Regions from separate parts of the Bombyx mori genome. Here region 1 is linked to region 2. Evidence: chromatin contacts called from public Hi-C data. All regions are on one chromosome and are shown on one strand. Each heading gives the region's core, a stretch centred on a gene start, on an enhancer-like site or on the middle of the called end of the contact. The rest is flanking DNA. Distances are from core to core; before and after follow the strand shown. Region 1 overlaps LOC101742339 (ATP-dependent zinc metalloprotease YME1L). Region 2 overlaps LOC101746894 (protein daughterless).

Region 1 (2,824 bases), core at 132-2,631, 130 kb after region 2:
GCTGTGAGCATTTGCTCTTCCACCTGTCCTGGTGAAACTGGACAGGCATCCGGGCCACCAGTAACCTTTCCATTATAAAGAAAATCGGTTGTCTGTAAAGTCGGTTTACTGACGATAGTTGAACGTGTCAACGTCATAAGAAAATACTGATGGAATGGTTTCATTTTTCAATTATCGCAATAATAATTATCTTTGCTATAAACAATTGACACCGCATTCACTTTTCACTGAACTTCATACTTGACGTAAACATGTAAATGTATGATTGTATAGCAGCTGTCCACGCACATGCATCGCTCACTCAAGTAGGAGAGAGACAGATGTCGACCGCGGCCGAACGCGGAGGCCGATTGTGCCTCTTTGTCGCTCGTTGCGCGCTCTCGCTTGCACTTCAAGCCTTAAATGGAACGCCTCAGAGCGAGGAAACGCCGCATGAGTCATGTCTTTTCCTGCGTGCAGCCGGCTCCATCGAATTATATGATGTTGTCACGTCAAAAAAAAAGTACTGTCGTCCCTTGTCTAATCAGCAAGCAGCGCACATGCATAACGCGCCATCCTGGTGTGGTAACGACCAGCGCTGTACAGACTGTTGGTGGGCTGACGTCCACTCAGCGCGACGCGGGCCGCCCCAATATCCGCTAACGCGTACTGCACTTGCCGGCAGGTACCACGAGACGAAGCAGCAGCTCCTAGCGATGATGGACACCATGATGGGGGGGCGGGCGGCGGAAGAACTCATCTTTGGACCGGAGAAGATCACCTCAGGTTGGTCACTCGTGCCCGCGCGGCCGCCCGCTGGAACCGACTGATAGGCGGATCCTTTCCAGGCTAAATCAGAATGATTAATATGTAATAATTAAATAATAATAATTATCTGTGGTCGGTAACACCCCACGCCCCGTGCTGCTGTCGAGAAGGGTCATATGTTTCGGTTTGAATGGTGGGGCAGCTGGTGCACCATACAGTTGAAACTTTGACCCCATGTCTCAGGATGAGTGGTGGCATTTATACAGTGGCGGACGAGGGCGGCGGGCTGGCGATTCGGACAAGTACCGGCCCTTTATTCCTTTTAAAGCTTTTATAAAAATGTAGTTGCTTATTGCGAAGTGGTTACTTACTGCCCCCGGACGCACAGGGGCGGCGTCGGACCTGAAGCAGGCGACGTCGCTGGCGCGGCACATGGTGCGGGAGTGGGGCATGTCGGAGCGCGTGGGCCCGCGGGCGCTGGACCCGCCGGCGGCCCCCGCGCAGCCGGCGCCCGGGCCCGCGCTGGCCGACCTGGCCGACAGCGAGGTGCGCAAACTGCTCAGCGACAGTCTGGACCGCGCCAAGCACATCCTGCGGGCGCACGCGCGCGAGCACCGCGCCCTCGCCGCCGCGCTGCTGCGCTACGAGACCCTCGACGCGGACGACATCCGGGCCCTCATGAACGGAGAGAAGACCAAACTGGAACGCGGCTCGAAGACCAAGGACCCGTCTCCTTCCCCTTCCCCCAACCCCGCGCCTCCCCTGTTGACCCCGCAGCCCGCTCCCGCCTAGACCTGTCCCCGATCGTAATCGTTCGTAATAATAAAGCTCTTTAAAATTATTTCAGTTTCATTATTTTTCGATCAGTTCCCGTCGGTGCCAAGCATTGCATAACTCTCTCCCGCAGCTGTACATCTCTCTCTCTCTCTCTCTCACAGCTATCTGTGAATTACAGTGTGTTGAGTACGAGTTTTTTAACGTTCTCGATAGCGTAAAAGTTAGCCTAATTTTGTATGCAGTTGGAACAGCGCCCCTAGCGGCAAACGTAGGCAAACGATCCCATTCCATACAAATATGAGCTAACTTTTACGCTATCGAAAACGTTAAAAAACTCGCACTAAGCACACTGATCTCATGATACGGCACTAACATGTAAAGATATATATATCTTTACATATATGTATTTAAAAATAAAAAGCAAGAAAATATTTCATAAATTTAATTGCACTTATTTTAAATAACAAGTGAACTATATACAATATGTCTGATTTATACATTGTTTTATAAAATAAATTCATTGGGACAAGTTGTGACGTCACAGGTGAACAGTGAACAGAGGTTTAGTAGCAGGTCCAAATGAAGCAAAACCATGTTTGTATCCTGGTTGGTATACAAGCCAAAGGTGTTGTCCTCAGTCCGCGACACGTTCAATGATATCGTTACGTAGATATATGAACAGATGCCGGACTGCTTATTCGCTGATTGTAATAACACTTCTTTATATAAACCGCGCCAATAGAGAAACGAATCTAAAATGGCGGCAGCGATCATGCGCTCTCACTCTAAACTATTGCTGTCTTTAGTCGCACACGGCGCGTACTGCGTGCAAAAAAAATATCAGTTCTGGCTTTGTTGTTGAGCTCGAGTTTTTTCGCTTTCGAGTTGGGCGACTTAGATGACTGGGAGCAAAAGTGTCTACGGAAGTTGCATCCCAGATGAGACTCCCCCCCCCTCTGCCGGGCATAAGGTAAAACACATTCTCTTTTTTTTTTTTTTTTTTTTTTCAATTATCACTGGTGGTACGTCACTTACTGGTGGTAGGACCTGTTGTGAGTCCGCGCGGGTAGGTACCACCGCCCTGCCTATTTCTGCCGTGAAGCAGTAATGCGTTTCGGTTTGAAGGGTGGGGCAGCCGTTGTAACTATACTGAGACCTTACAACTTATATCTCAAGGTGGGTGGCGCATTTACGTTGTAGATGTCTATGGGCTCCAGTAACCACATAACACCAGGTGGGCTGTGAGCTCGTCCACACATATAAGCAATAAAAAAAAAAAAAACAACTTTTTCTATCTTTC
Region 2 (2,700 bases), core at 101-2,600:
TCGCTACGACGCGGAGGCCCGTGGACATCGGCCCTCATCAAGTCGCTCTCTGTTCATTGCACTTTATGAAAGCTCAGACTAAAGCGGCGTAACAAGGAGAACGCAAGATCACTTCAATACCAGTTAATATAAAAAACAATTACATTTATCAGGAAACTTGTCTTTGCAAATTTACGAGCTGACATTACAAAGGAGATGAGTTTTCAAATTAAACTACCCGCGAAATTGAACGTTCGTGACGTCACGGCGTAGCACGCAGAGGACGGTTAGAGATTTCCGAACAAGAGGGCAGCACGAGAGGAGAGGGGACAGGGGGCAGACACATTGAAGCACAAGAAGAAAGCAACGAAACAGTGGAGGACTATTTTGAAACCATAATTTCGACAAGTAATTGGACGAAAAGATGGGCCGGCAGTTTGAGTGCAAAAAAAATCTCACAATTTGAATCCTAAAATTTTAATTCAATTAGAACTCTCAATAATGCAATTAGTTGGGTATTTGAATTTTTCGGCCATGTTTGTCGGCCGTGTCTATTTTTTTAATATTTCCGGCTTACCGGAATAGACTGAATCGGAAAATGAGACGGAACGCTCGTGCGGGTGCCGCGCGGGGGCGACGCAGGAACATTACCACGGCTGCGATAGTTCCGAGCTCCACTCATTACTATCTCTGAACTTCTGAACCGGCCGATAATTCGCTGATCGTGCGTAAACTTACTTCGAAGAGCGCAATACACATCAATAGAAGAGTCACGTACACGCCCCCCCCCCTCCCCCACCGTTCACTACTGCGCCAGTGGAAAGCTTAAAAACTACAAACCACACTCTTGAGCAGACCTCCCCCTATGGGGACCCATTGCACCACCCCCGTGGGCGGACCACTCCCGCTTTTGGGGAGTTTTTAAAAGTCGGTCCTTCCCCGCTTTGGTCTTCACCTTATGGGGAGCCCAGAGCGGGTGAGCGCCATCAATTGTGCAGTGGCCCCCCTCTAACTTGTAAAAGGGGGACCGCGGCATAGGGCCGGTGGCGGGCCCTATCCGGTTCGCTAGCTGTTATTTGCTTGATGTATATATATAGTTAGCTTTAAGTAGTTGTAGATTATTAGTTAATTTAGTTTGTAGGAAACAAAAAATCAAGCAGACGACAGCCCGGCGCACACTCCTGACCAGACTCAAGCCAATGTGTTATGTCTAAGTATATATAGATGTTCATTGCGACCGATAGCACGCTGCGAACAGCCCTCCTCCTATCTCACCCCTGCCTTTTGTGGCAGGGAGTTCATGTCCGGGCAATGGGTTTTGCCTCAAGGCCCGCTCCGTGCCCCCGCAAGGGAGCACGATGACCCTTCTTAGAGCAGACCTGATAGACCTAAGATCTAGCTCCTAGCGCCTAGGACCTTAGTTAACACACTGCGACCCGCGGGATTATTGCAGGCCTCGGCTCGGATGTTTTGTGCGTATGTATAATAAATCAATTTACAATATTTGCTTTCAATTATGGCGATGTATTATTTAAACTACATAATAGTTTCCAATAGATATTCTCGCTTTTTCAAACACCTATAGTTTCAAATATGTAGATTAATATTTGTAACAATTAAATATTTTGTTCCAAGTGGGGACACCCTGTACAGGCGCGACCTCCATCCGACCCGAGACCCCTAGGGCTGGTGAAGTTACCGGCTGAAATGTAGGAGTACACTTGTTAGTACGCAGTTAGTACGCCTCCAAACCTCAAATATTGGTTTATTCGCCTCCGTCCAGATATATGAGGTTTGTGAGCGCACGAGTGTGGGGAGCTCGGCGCGGTGGAACAGTTTGTAAATAATCAAACCTCGCTCTTTTAGAAATGACAACGGCTTTACAATGGATGTTAATGAAATTATACGTACAAATAAATCATTGACATGAACACTCTAAAAACTAGGGAATTTCAATATAAACTGTGTTCCATTATTTTGAACAAAAACTCTACTATTATCGGGCTCATTTCAACTTCATCACTAGCCCCGTTATTGCGACCCAACCTCGCCCCCCTGCTCGACCGCGCAGCCCCCCAACCCCGCCCCCGGTCCCCCCGGTACCAGTACGGACCTCTCCCTGACATTGTTGGCCTGGCGGCGCTCCCTCTCGCGGGCCGCCTTGGTGTCGGGGTCCACGTCGTCCTCGTCGGCGGACGAGCAGCTGCCACAGCGGGTTAAATCATATGTTAACATCTTAACAGTTTTAGTGAAAACTTATTGTATTAGTTTATTCATTTTATAAACGACTTCAAAACATCTAACTCATTAAAACTCTATAACTACTAAACCGAAACTAATCAAAGCTGGTCAAGGGAAGTTTTGTTTGACGTCCCACCACGGCCCCCACCCCGGGGGGAGCCGACGCATCTCATCCGACATTATAAATCCAGATGTTCTGAAGTCGTTTTTAAAAATCTTAAATATTAATTCTCCTTACGATGGCAGACTTGATGAGGGCCGACCGGATGATAAGTGGCCACCGACGCCTACTGTCATCGGTATCGTACCAGGTCCTGCCATTGCGCTGCCAACCGTCAACTCAAATTACACATCGACAATCAATCGACAATCAACATTCATTAGCGACACACGTCTCGGGCCACGCCGCAAATTGAACCGTACTGCTTGAAACATTAGGTCGAAGTTACGATTCAATGGTATTGGCCCAGCTGAAGGGCG

The links. A called contact is a pair of places that touch in the nucleus more often than the background predicts.
Region 1: a contact with region 2 is called in a Hi-C map of middle silk gland, with 2.8 times the contacts expected there. The contact joins two enhancer-like sites. A contact is called at or near these places in 2 of 7 Hi-C or Micro-C datasets (middle silk gland and midgut).

Annotation. Positions count from the first base shown.
Region 1 is chr2:400,595-403,418 of ASM3026992v2, forward strand. It overlaps LOC101742339 (ATP-dependent zinc metalloprotease YME1L), which reads left to right. Exons shown (of 14, transcript XM_021347216.3): 13 at 665-765; 14 at 1,136-1,588. The coding sequence ends at 1,539. It overlaps LOC101742200 (zinc finger protein 791), which reads right to left. Exons shown (of 2, transcript XM_004924950.5): 2 at 1,952-2,824. Among protein-coding and RNA genes, the nearest start is that of LOC101742200, 5.2 kb to the right of the region's middle. Within about 2 kb of position 1,382, at least 5 of the 8 cell types and tissues checked have open chromatin away from gene starts, as enhancers often do.
Region 2 is chr2:268,956-271,655 of ASM3026992v2, forward strand. LOC101746894 (protein daughterless) reads right to left here. Exons shown (of 14, transcript XM_062672427.1): 12 at 2,093-2,182. Among protein-coding and RNA genes, the nearest start is that of LOC101742491, 22 kb to the left of the region's middle. Within about 2 kb of position 1,351, at least 4 of the 8 cell types and tissues checked have open chromatin away from gene starts, as enhancers often do.